Regions from separate parts of the Mus musculus genome. Here regions 2, 3 and 4 are each linked to region 1. A link is a contact called in public promoter capture Hi-C data. All regions are on one chromosome and are shown on one strand. Each heading gives the region's core, a stretch centred on a gene start, on an enhancer-like site or on the middle of the called end of the contact. The rest is flanking DNA. Distances are from core to core; before and after follow the strand shown.

Region 1 (3,321 bases), core at 400-2,899:
CACCACTCTGCATCCTGTGTTTATGCTGCTGTGTTTTCTAAGTCTCCCCCAGAAAACCAGGAGGCAGAGTCTAACCTGTCACCTTGGATCCCATCCCACTGGGAGAGAATGTCACTGTCACAATCTCTCATCTTGCAACCACTGTATGATTAAAACAAAAGGTGCTCCTGAAGACCCTAGGGAGACAACGTGCTCTCTGGTTTAGAATCATGCAAACATCAAAATATCCAGACATAATTTATACATACGGTTATACAAAAAACACCTTCAACATAAAACGAATCATCCTTTCCAACATTTTTTAAAGACCCCAGAGACATAAATCTGCATGCTAAGGAAATGACCCCCAAAATGCACACATATACTTAACTTGCGTCTACAAAGAAGGCAGAGAAAAAGACTGCTATTACTGTGAACATCAAAAGGGCACCTAGTTCAGTGACTTCAGTTCACTTCCTGCTGCTTCCAGGCAGGACGTCTGCCTCCAACACTGGGAGCACCTCCATCTCTCTCCTGGTTAAGCCTGATCTCGATCCCACGAGCAAAGAAGCCAGGCAGACGTTCCCAAGCACTCACATTACTGACAACAACGGAGCCACACTATAAAGATGTTTACCAAAATAGCTCTTGGCCACGCCGTCCCCTCCAACACTTGCAACGGCTACTCTCAACACGCTGGACATGCCAGTGAGGACGACACCAAATTACAAGTCCAAGTCCACTGTTTCATCTCCACCCCGCCCACCAATTCCTACCTAGCCTTTGAAATTAATAATGTCATTCTAAAAGGCAAAAGCTTGCAGGAGAAGAAACTCGTTTTTCAGGAACCAGTTTTCATTCATTTGGCTGCAGTCAAGTGGCCGCAGGAGGAGGTCTGCGCATGGCCTCCACCGCCCCCCAAAGCCGGCTACGAGGCACCCTGGGGAACCGATCCCACGCGCTGGGCTTCCTGGAGACTGCTAGGAGCCGGGATATTATCCCCAACCTGGTTCCTCGCACCCACCGATACTTGCCCGGGCGTTACACCGCAGAGGGGAGGCAAGTTGCTCTCCCAGTGCCGTTCCCACTCCAGCGACTGTTCTGCCTCGAGAGCACCTCCTGGGCTTAAGCCTCAGCCAGGGTGGCGGGCGCCGGCTCGATGCTCCCAAGCACACCCCGCGGCCGACTCCCACCGCCCGAAACCCGGGCGCCCGCAACAGGTTTGGGGTTGCAGGGCAAACTTACAGTAGTGGCGGCTGGCCTCTGCACACAACCGGCTGCGGTTCTTGCCTCGGTCACCCGCAGGGAGCCGACGAAGGGCGTCTCTGTTCCAGGAAGCGGTGGCGATCGCCGGGGAGAAAGGAGCGCTGGGAAGGGAGGCGATAGCGTCCGGGGTAGTGGCTCCCGGGCTGGTTTCGGCAGGCAGCTGACCTCGGTCTCCGGATCTGCTGCTACGGACCTGGCGCCCCGGCCGGGCCAAGCGTCTGCCGGCGCGCGCCTAGCCAGGGGAGAGTGAGCCTGCGGCGGCCGCGCCGCGGAGGAAGGCGGTCTGCACGCAGGGGGAGGGAACGGGGTTGCGGCGTGAGCGCTGGCGGCCGCCTGGCGTCGGCTCCGGGTCTCTGCAGCGCCTCCGTCGCGCCGCTGGCTCTGAGGCTGCGGGAGCTGACTGCGCCGGGCCACCGTGCGCCGGCCTATAAGTTGCGCCCGGGAGGGGGCGCGTATGCAAAGAGACTCGCTAGGGGGAGGAGGGAGGAAGCGCGTCCACTACGCGGGCAGGAGCGGGAGGAGCTGGGGGGGGGGATGACGGGGGGGGCGGTTAGCCGGAGAGGAACTAGGGGAGTGGGGCGGGGAGCGAACGGAGACAAAGCGGACGCCCTCGCTCAGCAACGGGCAGCTGCAGCCCTCGGGGACCGGGAAGAAAATAAGTTTTAGAGGCTCGGAGGGTCTTCGCCTCCTCGGGTCAACCCCATTCAAGGCTAGGTCGGGGGCTGGGGCACCCAACTCAGGGGAAAGCAGCCCTAGGCGCTTTCCTGCGCTCGAGGGTGCCGGGATCCTAAGAATGCTCAGTGGAGTAGCCAAGGCCAAGCTGGGGATCCACCGCTCCCGCATGCACTCACTGGGTTAGACACCCCAGCGGCAGGCAGAGCCTAGTTCCCGCAGGAGCAAGGGAAGAAGCCTAGGTCTGGACCTCGGGGAACACTGCAGGTTGCGCAAGTGGACATTGGGTTACTTGCTGGCAAGAGGCCAGACTCCAAACTCTTGTGGGGGGCTTCCTTCTCCACCCCAAGTTGGTGAGGAAGCCGCGGCAGGACTCTGTCTCGCTCGGAGCTGGAGCCGCAGCAACCCCAGCTGGGTCCTGAGGGCCCACGTGTTTCGCAACCAATCGCCCAGGGCCGCTAGATTCAAAGCCAACTCCTCCAAGGAGCAGACACGCTGCCTCCTCCTGGTAGGGAAGATGTCTGTTACCTTCGGAGACTTGGCCTTTCCTGGGTTTGGTTGGTTGGTGGAGTCTGGAGTTCAGTCAAGAAATAGCGTGTCCCCCCCCCCCAAAAAAAACAACAACCATCACCCCACACACACACCTAAAGTCTCGAGGGCCTAGCAAAAGAAGGAACTCTATCCTAAATAAATAAATAAATAAATAAATAAATAAATAAATAAATAAACAAACGTGGCCACAACTGTTTATGACTCTCATTTTTGACTCTCTGTGCTGGGAGCTAAAACGACACTTTGAGTTGGCTCTTATTCGGCATTTGAGATATGTAGGGACGAATTGTATAGATTATTAGCCCAAACCCTTTATTGTGCAGGTGAGGAAAGAGAGGTCTTTGGCGATGTGAATTGCCTGGCTGGAGACCTGCAGGGCCTCAGTAGTGGCCAGGGAGTTTGCCCTATCCTCTTCATCTCCCCAACGCTTCGCCCCCAGTCTTCCTTTTCTTAAGACACCAGGCGTAGCAATGGTTTAAACCGGCGCAGGAGGCTCCACATGGCGCTTCCTGAGACCACAGACTGCTGAAACCCGCAGGGTTGGTCCTTTATCCCAGCTCCCTCTCTCTGGCTTCCTCTGCTATTGAGGCTGATAGATTTTGCTCATCGCAAAGAAAGACAGTGCCCTCTTAAGTCCTTTCTTAGCATTAACTCGTCAGCCTCACGACAGCCTTTTCAAATCTGTTTCCTATTTTAATTTTTGATAGCGTCTTGGCTCCATTTTGCTTTACAGAGCCAGGGAAAAAGCTCGAGGGATTCAAGGTAAGAACCAGGTGTGGAGGCCCCCAGGGGCAGCAAGGAGCCAGGCAGGCAGAATTCCGTTCCCAAGGAGAGAAAGATTACAACCAATAG
Region 2 (3,321 bases), core at 242-2,741, 1.1 Mb before region 1:
GAGGCCAGCCTGGTCTAAAGAGTGAGTTCCAGGACAGCCAGGGCTATACAGAGAAACCCTGTCTGGAAAAACAACAACAAAAAAAAAAAAAAAAAAAAAACAAAAACAAAAAGAACTAGTTTTACCTTTTATCCATCATATGTAACACAGTCATGTTTTATATATTTTCTGTAGCACTGAATTCTGTTGCCTCATCTCAGTTATTTGGAGAATGGTTAGGTACTTCATAGGGTAGACAACAAGCATGGTTTTCTGAGACAAACTTACTTGTTCGGATAAAAGAAACATTGTTGTTGTTTCAAGAAAAAGAACTTGTTACAATTTTCTACATAGCAACGTAGTTGTCTCTCCCGATTTTTTAAATGACTCATCGCTGTTGCAAGAAACTCTTGTGTAAAAAGGTTTCCAAGGGGAAAAAAAATTGATTTTAGCTAGAGTATTCATTTCGGCAACTTTTCTGGATAAATTGTATTCTCTAAAAATTCTAACACAACTTTCTCTTTGGAATATTCAAAAACATTTCGTAGCTAAGATTGGAAAAAGGCTTAAGCACACAGAATTTTCACTTAACCTCTTTTTCTTTTTCGTTTTTTAATCTTCATATAGGGATTTTCTAAGGTTATCTTAAAATTTGTCTGGGAATGGTGCTAGACGACTATAATCCCAGCATTGGACAGAGGGGCTCTGAGGCCGGAGAATAGCTGTGTGCTTCAGACTAGCCAGGATTACTTATCGAGACACTTTTTAAAACAACCATCAAATTATGCAACAACAACAAAAAACAAAAACAAAAAAACAAAAAAACGACAACCACAATTCGTGCTGGAGTTCGGCAAACTTTAACTCACAGCCACGTTTTTACCCCCAAGCACGCAGGCTCAAATTCATCTTGGAAGAATTCAAGGTAAAGTTTGCTCCATCGTGAATGCTTCATGGTCGAATCCATGACGATTCGAGATCAGGGAGTCGATGGTAGAGGTGTAGAAGGGTTAAGAGGTTACAAATCTTGTTACCCTGTTTCAACCTTGAATAAACCGAATTGCTGAAGGGTGGAGATCTGGAAAGCATTCCGAACATGCTTTCTAGACATTCTGAGTCGCGATTTCTACATCACCCAAGTCACTTAATTTTGGAAAGCAACATTAGCCTGGCTGATTTCGATAGTTTTTTATTTACACCCGGCATTGAGCAGACACTGCAGCCTACTGGACAAAGCTGGACGCCCTACGGGGTGGCCACAGGGCAGACTGATTTAACCACAGCTCTACAGGGAGCCTCACTGTCCGATCTATCCGCGGCCTTTCCCAGGACCGCGGACGGCGACCGCGGGTCCCAGCTCTCCGGTGCTGCTCCCGGCCCGCCGCTGGACGAAAGGAAAGAAACAGCCGCGGACCGGCCCCCGGCTGCGCATGCGCGGCGACGCCAACTCCGCTTCCTGAATTCTGGAGGAAGTGGCGTCGCGTTACTTCCGGCCTCCCTCTAGCTGCCATCTTGCGTCCCCGCGTGTGTGCGCCTTCTCTCAGCTGGTCTGCCCGAGACCCCCTGAGCGTGAACCTTAGTTCCCCGCGCGGCGCCATTTCCACTCCGACAAGGTACAGAAAAAAGGCCGTGGACGCCGGCGTGGGAGGAGACCGGGAGTTGGGGGTGGGGCGGGCGTTTCCCGGCAGGAGCGAGGCAGGGAGGGGACGGACGGAGCTGAGGAAAGCGATGCGACGGACGGGCGCTCCCACCCAGGCGGACTCTCGGGGGCGAGGGCGAGCCAGGGGCGGCTGGCCCGGGGCCGAAGCGACGCCCTCTCTCCCTCTCGGCGGAAGCCGAGGACGGGAGTCTCAGGTACCGCGAGGCCTGCGGAGAGTGGCCGGGCCGGGCAGGCCGTGGCGAGGCCTCGGCCCAGGCCGGGCAGGGCGGCGGGGAGCGGGGGATGCTCGGTCGCCGTGGGGCTGAGCCCGAGGCCGGGCCGGGCCGGGCGGGGGAGGGGCGAGGGGCCCTGTGCGCCCCGGCGAGCCTGGAGGGGTGAATTGGGGATCCAGGCCTCAGCCCGAGGGGGACGACGTTCTCCTGCGAGTGTAGCGGGAAATAACGAGCGTGGAATGCTGGAGGGGGGGCCCGGCCGTTCTTGTTCTTGGCTGAGGATTTTTTTTTTTCCTCTCTCTTTGTAGATGAAAGAAACAATCATGAACCAGGAGAAACTCGCCAAACTGCAGGCACAAGTGCGCATTGGTGGGAAAGTAAGTTTCTTTTTTTTTTTTCCTCCTTTCTTTTTCTCTCCTCTCTCTCTTCCAAAGTTCCGTTTGCATTTCTCACGTTGTTGGGTTTTTTGTTTTTTGTTTTTTTTGTTGTTGTTGTTGTTGTTTTTGGTTTGGTTGGTTGGTTTTTTGGGTTTTTTTTGTCACTTTGCTTGGCAGGGGACATTTCGCAAAGCTAGCAAATCCAAGGGAAATGAGACCAATACTAAGAGACAAGGAGGAGATAGATAGATAGATAGATAGTAGGGGTGAGGTCGGTCATCGAGTAGAGAAGAAAATAGCACTTAAAAACGGTGCCTTGCTTGCAAGAGGTTCAGGATTATGGCGCATATAAACAAATGTTACTGGATTTTATGAATGGGGGGGAAAGTATGTTCTCTGCCAAATCTTTGTGTACCGTGTACCCTTGACTTGTACAATGTTGGGGGTGGTTATTTTGTTACCTTTGAGTTGTCCTGAGATCCAACACATGTTTTGGTACATGCTAGAGGACCTCTCAACTCCCAAACTGCATTCCCACCCCATTTTTTTTAAAAGTAAGTTAACTGAAAGTATTGGCTTTTCCTGTTCTACTTAATGATTAGGTAATTTTATTATTATTATTATTATTATGAAGATCTTCTGCTCTTCTGCATTGCTTTCTGAACTAAATGCTCAACAGACTAATTGTCTTTTTTAGGGTATTTGAGGATACCTTCCTATTTAAATTCGTGAACAGTGTTAGGTTGGGAAATCCTACCTTAGCACATGTCTTTTGTTCCTCAACCTTTGTAATTATGCTACAGTGAGAGAATGCAAATGTGTTGGCAGGTTGGTTTCTCCAAGTGGATTCTGCTCTGAAAGAATTGAACTTGGTGTTGGTGCTGGGTCCACTCCAGATGAAGAGCTCCTTAGTTTCAAGTATCGAGTTAGCACATTCCTGGTGTTTAACAGGTTGAAGCATGGAGTCTCCGAGAAACCTGTGGAGCTTCCATAGTACAAGTTTATTACCTATTAAATTGTTCTAACTTTAACTTTTACTGAAGGTAAATCTTCAGTAGTCTTCTGAGAGATAAGGAAATGTGGAACGTAACAT
Region 3 (3,321 bases), core at 360-2,859, 1.1 Mb before region 1:
ATAGGGACCTCCAACTGAAACCAATTAACCCCTTCCACTGCGCTGTACATAGCAGATGTGCTGCCGTTCGTTCTGGTTCGTTCTCTTTGGTGCACCTCCATCAGACCCCCAGCTTTTCTGTCCCTGTGTCTGTCATGTCTCTATTCCTTCATTGTCCCAGTCAGGTTTCCACAACCAAGCTCTGTTGGATGGGGAAGCCTGCTGCTGGACTTGGGTCTGCCAAGGAAAAGCTGGGTGACCTCCAGCAATGGCTACCCAGCCCACCCCTCTTCCTTTTGTACTGCTTCCCTTCTCCTAACACACCTGAGCCTTCGGGAGCACTCCCTGGCATCCCCGATGGGTATTTATAAAGCTTACACTTCTAGAGCCTCCACCCAACTTTGGAGCATCCAGGGGCAATGCCCACGAATGCATATTTAACGAGTGTCCCAGATCACTGTTGTCCCCTGGAAAACAGGATTAGACAGGTAAGGCTCTAAAATTCATCGTCAGCAAAAAAGTCCCGGTTCCCAGCACATATAAGTATGAGAAGCCGATCCTGGAGGTACCCTCAGTCATTCACAGTAAAGAGAGAGCTGTCAGATGTGTTGGTGAGTCACTCAGCCAGGCTGAAGGAACTGGAAGAACAAGATAGGCCCGTTTTAATCAGAGGGAGGACTCCAGGGAACCCTGGAGTGTGGTGTGTTAAAGGATGGGTGGAAACTTACAGGGAGACAAAGGCTGAGGGCAGTGGGGTGCCGAAGAACAGCAGTTTTCTGAGGCTGAGGTGGGTGTGGGTAGGAGGTCTCAATGGAGGCAGCTGTATCTGAGGAGTGAGCTCTGCCCCTTCAATTCATAGGAAAGGCAATTTTGCCCACTTGGTATGTGAGTTGGTGGTGGCTCAGCTTCACAGCCTCAGAAGAATCAACTGGACACTCCTGGTGGCATGTCCTGACATAGGAGACTTGTATTAGTACACTTTACTTTGCTGCAATAAAGTGCTGGAGGGAGACGAACTGTGTGTTTATACACACACACACACACACACACACACACACACACACACACACGTTTAGCTATGGGGTTCAGGGGCATGGCATCAGCACTGGCCGAGCTCCAATGAGGACCTCATGACAAGACAGAGGTCACAACAGTGGGAGTGCATGTGAAAGGAAGAGAGCCCATCTTGAAGCAAAAATCCAGAGCCACTCAGACATCACCTTTATTTCTATAGCAACTTCCTCTTCTTATCAGAGCTCAGAGGGCCCATGTTTTCTTAACCCATCTCATGGACCAACCCTGAGTGTGCTAAGAACTTCACAGTTGACCTGAAGTCTCCCCAAACTCTCAGCTCCACCGCCACAGGAAACAAAGTCCCAGCCTGTGACCCTTTGGAGACAAATGAAATCCATACTGTAGCAGACATCAAGTTCATGTTGTATCTCTGTGGACACTGGCATTGTCCCATCAGAAAGAGACACGTGGAGATGAGAGGTGTAAAGGGTCAGTTATTGTGAACTCTTGTTAAGACAAGGAAGAAGGCTTCTTCCAAGACAACTACAGTAAGCAAAAAAGACAGACACCCACATATTACAGAGAGAAAGCTAACTGGGAACTGAGCTGAGTGTGTGATGCCAGCAAGCAGAGGGGGGGGGCAGTCAATATGACATGGCAAAACAGCAGATGGGACCAGCGGGTAAATTGTCAGTAACCGGTTTATGTAAGTTTTTTGTGCTGAAACTGAGCTTAGCAGGTGTAGCAGCATGAATGAGAATGGCCCCCAGAGGCTCATATGTTTGCAGGTTTGCTCCCCAGTTGGTGGAACTAAGTGAGAAGGATTAGGAGGCGTGGCCTTGTTGGAGGAGGCGTGGCCTTGTTGGAGGAGGCATGGCCTTGTTGGAGGAGGCGTGGCCTTGTTGGAGGAAGTACATCACTGGGGCTGTCACTGGCTTTTGTTCCCAGTTAGCTTTCTCTCTGCTTCGTGCTTGTGATGAGGTGTAAGCTCTCTGCTCCGGTGCCATGCCTTCCTTCCCTAAGTTGCCTTGGCCATGGTGTCTCTCCACATAGACCAATATCTAAGAGTGCAGGCAGAGGCCAAGGAAGTGGGCCTAGTTACAGAATCAGGTGAGCCTGACTGTGGTGGCTTAAAGAGAAAGTCTTTGTCAGAGACTGAGACCTCCTCCAGTGTAAGTCAACCCCAAGTTAGTGAGAATGAGTATCTGTCAATCTACAAAGCCTTAGGGATAAAACACCCCCATTAGGTGAATGTGCAAACTGGACTTAGGCTTGTCTGGCTCAACAGTGATATAATAATAGAAAGATGGTCACAACCACACTCCTTTCATTGAGTACTTACTGTATGCCAGTAACTTTTCGTACACTATTTCAAATCCCTAAAACAGCCTTGCCAAGATGGATCCCTAGCTTTATTGTTGAAGAGAGGAAACCATGACTTTAAAAACACCATGAGAAACAGAAGTTTGATTCAGATATTTGATTTTAAAGCTCCATTTCTTTTCACTGTGTTATAAATCTTCTATGTAAATATTTTACTTGTTTGTTTGTTTGTTTGTTTGTTTATATTGGTTTTGTGGAGACAGGCTTTCCTGTGTAGACCTGGCTGTCATGGTCTATTCACTCTATAGGCCAGGTTGGCCTCAAACTCAGAGATCCGACTGCCTCCGCCTGTGTTGCAGAGTGCTGGGATTAAAGGTGTGCACCACCACTATCTGGCTACATGAAGGTAAATGGTATCATTCATAAGATAAATGAGCAGATGAATAGATAACTAAAGTGGATTTCCAAATTAAAGGACTCCATCTTCTCAAGGATCATGTAAAACTGTATTTAATTAGTTAATTAATTAATTAATTAATATAAGCAGGGTCTCACTATGTAGCCCTGGCTTACCTGAAACTAGCTCTGTTCTGTAGACCAGGCTGTCCTTAAATTCCCAGATATCTGCCTGCCTCGACTTCCTAGCACTGGAATTAAAGGTGTGTGCACCAGTCCGTTTGTCTGTCTGTTTACTGTGGCTGGGATGTTTATTAGGAACGGTTGCTTGACACTAAGATTCTTGTCTCTTACAGCAAGGCAGGTAAACAGTGGACAGCTGAGGACTTGGGGTCCCTGGGATGAGGACAACAGCAGTGTGCCAGTGTCCTGGAGTCACTGGTCAAGGTGATGAAAGGAGAGAAAGCTTGTCACACAGACACGCCCCTTCCCTGTCTCAGCCTGGAGCCTGTGGTGACAGGCTGTTCCCAGAAATGCACCTTTGACTTGAGTGGCCAGAAACATTAAGAGCTAACTCAAATTTGGCTCCAACTCTAGCGAAAAAGGATA
Region 4 (3,321 bases), core at 484-2,983, 1.0 Mb before region 1:
CTTTAAGCTCTGCACTTGGAAGGCAGAGGCAGGCACATCTCTGGGAGTTTGAGGTCAGCCTGGTCTACACAGTAAGTTCTAGGACAGTTAGAGCTACTTAATAGAGAGACTTTATCTCAAAAACTTCTTTTTAAAAACCACTGGTCCTTATCACGGCCTTCTGAGTAGAATGGGTGAGTAACATTCATCTCAGTGGAAAAAGAAAGCTCCTGAATCCGGAGAAACATATGTTGCTCTATCAACTCCATCACTGAGGTCAGTAAGTAAGCAGCAATACAAGAATACAAAACTTCCAGGAGAGACATGAAGACACTACAGTCACACAAAGTATCACATAACAAAGTTGCTACATTTTGTCAGAAGGCCACAGGAACAGAAAGTTAGTTTATAGCACTCAATGGGAACTGTTTCTAAGGAAAGAACAATTTCTTCTAGGCACGTGTGGGTTGAGCCGCAACTCCACCCCCTCTCCTCCCCAGTTCTCCCAGGGGATGTCCAGTGCTATTCTCTTGAAAACTTCCTTTCAAGCTCCCATTAAAGGGGGAAAAAACTGCCAGATGGAGATCTTTTTTCTTTTGACACGAGGTCTTACTTATTTTGTAGCCTCGACTCTGACTCCGGAGTGCTGGGATTAAAGGTGTGTACCACCTCCCTCACCTGGTTTAAGATCACTCTTAGGAGCCACCGCACACAAAACCTACCTAGTGCCTCATATTTTCTGATCTTAATTTGGACAATTTTTTTTTTTACAGTTTCTTTCCCATATTTTCTAATTGGGTCTGATAATTTATTTTCAACACCAACTAATTCGATGTGCTAGACATGCAAATCACGAGTTTCCCGAGACTCAATCCTTCCTAAAATGGGGTTAAAATAGTCACCTCTTTGCGGACCCCTATAGAACAATAGGTTTCAATAGACGGAATTACCAGTCTTTGACCAGAGAACAGGAAAGGAAAAGGGAACGGTTATCTAGACTGGATTACAGAGATAAGCAAAGACTGTTGATTCGCCAAGACTTGAAGCACAAGGGAGGGAAAAAACGAAATGACAGAGATGGTGAGAAAGAGTTAAGAAAGAAAGGGTGGGTAGGCTCGCCAGCCAGACGCCTGGGAAGGGAGAGTATAATGCAAGCAGGGGGCACAGTCCCCAATGGAAGCTAATCACAGAGGCTTCGGGTTCTTCCTAATTCTTGAAATTGTCCTACAGTGGGGGCAAAGGTGCTATAAAAAACGAAAGGCGTCTCACGGGCGACAGGTGTCCGGGCGGGCGTTCCCGCTCTACGGCCGCGGGGTGACACCCGCTCCCGCTCCGACGCGGCGAGCGGATCCGGGGACAGGGGCCGGTCAGGCGGGTGGTACACGCGCCCTGAGCTCAGCGGGAGAGCGGCTCTGGCCTGGCCTAGCCAGATCGGTCCCGAGCCCCGGGCCTGCTTCGGGCCCAGACGTCACTTCCTATCTTTTATCTCCTCTGGAAAAAGCCCAGAGCGTTCGGTGAAGGCGAGACGACTCCCAGGGATCGCTTCTTGTTTCCCTAGCGCCCCGTAGCCCATCCTCTCGGAGAACCATGGATCGCCTCAGTTCCGGGTCATTGGAGAGCGGCCCGGGGCCCCGCCCAGGGCCCCGCCCACCAGGGCGCTTTCTTGTAGTTCTTTGGGTCGTAAACCTTCTGCGCCTGCGCTGCACGTCATCTTCCCGCGACGCGCCTCTGCGCCTCCGCGTTTCCGGCTCCTGGACTGTCCGCGTGATTTTGAGCGAGTGCTGCAGAGCGGTATGCTGTAGGGAGCTGGCGAAGTCTGGGGAGTCGTCCTGGGGATCGGTGCCTCGGTGGACCCTCGGGGCCCCGCGGAGGTAGGCGATGGCGGCTCCCGGTGGCGGCCCAGGCTCTGCTCAGTCCTCACTGTGATCTCTGACATCCTGGACGTCTGTTCTGGGGCTTCCCCCGGAGATCACTGAACTTATCTGCCTCCGCGATTTAATTTTGACCCAGGCTTTGCTCCTCTGTAGTCGCTCTCCTAGCCACCTCTGTCAGTCCCTGGAGCAATCTCTTCTCCAAGGCCAAGGACAGAATTCTGTTTTAGTGATTTGAGGATGGCTGGGTATTCGTCCCTCTCTGCACCTCCGCTCTGCTTCTTTTGTGCCCATCGTGCCACATTATGCTTAGAGACCCCGCTGAAATGACATTATGTCCAGGTAGAATTAAACATCTCCCTCTTACATGTTCTCAGTACCCTTCAGGGTTTATTTGATCACACCTTGTGTCGTAATGCCTGTTATTCCGTGAATCCCAGTTTCTTAGGTCCTGACTTGGTCCAGTGATTTTCCTAACATTCGTTTTCATAGCATCTCATTGCTTGTTCTGTCTTCCCTTGCACGTCCCCGCCAATGCTGTTCTTCATTTGTGTAACTTAGCAAGCCAGCGCTACTTCTCACTTCTTTCCTCGAAAACCTTTCATTTCTTGAAAAATAGACTTAGGAGGTACTATTCCTGGGACAGATCTATTCCGGTGCCTGTTTTTATCTAGTGAGCCAATAATGGTTTTTGCAGATAAACATACTGTCTTATGTACAGTGATTTGGCTTGAAACTAAATGAAATAGGCCTTGACCTCAAAGAATTGTATTTCCTTTCAACAACAACAAATGCGTTTGTGAGTACTAGTGAAAAAATTTCTTGCCATGTCATTAACTATAGAATATCTTCTGCTTTGTCGGTTGGTTGGCCAGACCTAAAATATTTACCATCTGGCCCTTGATAGTGTTTGAGAACACCTGTTGGAAGGCAGAGAGGGATTTCTGAGGGACAGAATGACTTCCTGTGCTGACCTTAAATAGGAAGTACGTAGTGAAAGGGCATTCCTGGTATGTTAAAGCAAAAGTGAGTGTGAAGTGAATGAACCTTGGTTTGCTCTGCTTCATCAAAATAGCAATTAGAATAAGTTAAACTGATTGCTTTGGTGCTGCTGATGTCGGCTGTGCAGGCTTTTCAGAGTGGACAGAGAGTATCGTCGATATAATCGTCCATCTGATACTCCCGACTGTCTTCAGTTGAATGCTTCTCGTGTTAAGAACTTAGATTCTTCTTCTCCTTCTTTTTTTCTTCTTCTGTCACTTTTAAGTTTCCTCTGTTTAGGTTTTCTTTCCTACAGTTTGAACCTTTCACGTTTAATTTTATGTCTGATGCCAGCACATTATCTCTAATTTCATCTTAAGCCTCTACACTTAAAGATTAACTTTGTTTTCCTTGCTTCTTTTGTCTTTTAGGAAGTCAGGTCAGTCTGTTGTGTTTCTAGTTCTGTATTCTTTCCTTTGACAAGAAAGTG

What was found. Promoter capture Hi-C pulls out the DNA fragments that hold promoters and counts their contacts.
Region 2: a promoter capture Hi-C map of pre-B cells shows a contact between it and region 1, with 8 times the contacts expected there. The contact joins the promoter of Btf3 here to the promoter of Enc1 in region 1. A contact is called at or near these places in 2 of 39 promoter capture datasets (hippocampal neurons and pre-B cells), 2 of 115 datasets of contacts at active chromatin or transcription factors (astrocytes and large pre-B cells) and 1 of 9 other capture datasets (liver).
Region 3: a contact with region 1 is called in a promoter capture Hi-C map of hippocampal neurons, with 5 times the contacts expected there. The contact joins the enhancer-like site here to the promoter of Enc1 in region 1. A contact is called at or near these places in 2 of 39 promoter capture datasets (hippocampal neurons and liver) and 2 of 115 datasets of contacts at active chromatin or transcription factors (astrocytes and pancreatic cancer cells).
Region 4: a promoter capture Hi-C map of pre-B cells shows a contact between it and region 1, with 4 times the contacts expected there. The contact joins the promoter of Utp15 here to the promoter of Enc1 in region 1. A contact is called at or near these places in 7 of 39 promoter capture datasets (3T3-L1-derived adipocytes, the C10 cell line, embryonic stem cells and 2 more), 1 of 15 datasets of contacts at CTCF or cohesin (large pre-B cells), 2 of 484 Hi-C or Micro-C datasets (cerebral cortex and embryonic stem cells), 17 of 115 datasets of contacts at active chromatin or transcription factors (the NIH/3T3 cell line, bone marrow-derived macrophages, differentiating embryonic stem cells and 13 more) and 1 of 9 other capture datasets (liver).

What each region holds. Positions count from the first base shown.
Region 1 is chr13:97,239,433-97,242,753 of GRCm38.p6, reverse strand. Enc1 (ectodermal-neural cortex 1) reads right to left here and starts at 1,649. Exons shown (of 3, transcript NM_007930.4): 1 at 1,225-1,649.
Region 2 is chr13:98,315,137-98,318,457 of GRCm38.p6, reverse strand. It overlaps Btf3 (basic transcription factor 3), which reads left to right and starts at 1,491. Exons shown (of 6, transcript NM_145455.3): 1 at 1,491-1,833; 2 at 2,160-2,228. The coding sequence starts at 1,708. Gm9828 (predicted gene 9828) reads right to left here and starts at 1,342. Exons shown (of 4, transcript NR_137279.1): 1 at 849-1,342.
Region 3 is chr13:98,293,584-98,296,904 of GRCm38.p6, reverse strand. All of the region lies in intron 3 of Gm21976 (low-density lipoprotein receptor class A domain-containing protein 1), which reads right to left. Among named protein-coding and RNA genes, the nearest start is that of Gm21976, 15 kb to the right of the region's middle. Within about 2 kb of position 1,609, at least 22 of the 459 cell types and tissues checked have an H3K27ac peak or open chromatin away from gene starts, as enhancers often do. A contact at or near this core is called in hippocampal neurons, where this site is marked.
Region 4 is chr13:98,261,404-98,264,724 of GRCm38.p6, reverse strand. It overlaps Utp15 (UTP15 small subunit processome component), which reads left to right and starts at 1,733. Exons shown (of 13, transcript NM_178918.3): 1 at 1,733-1,850. Ankra2 (ankyrin repeat, family A (RFXANK-like), 2) reads right to left here and starts at 1,649. Exons shown (of 8, transcript NM_001271388.1): 1 at 1,249-1,649.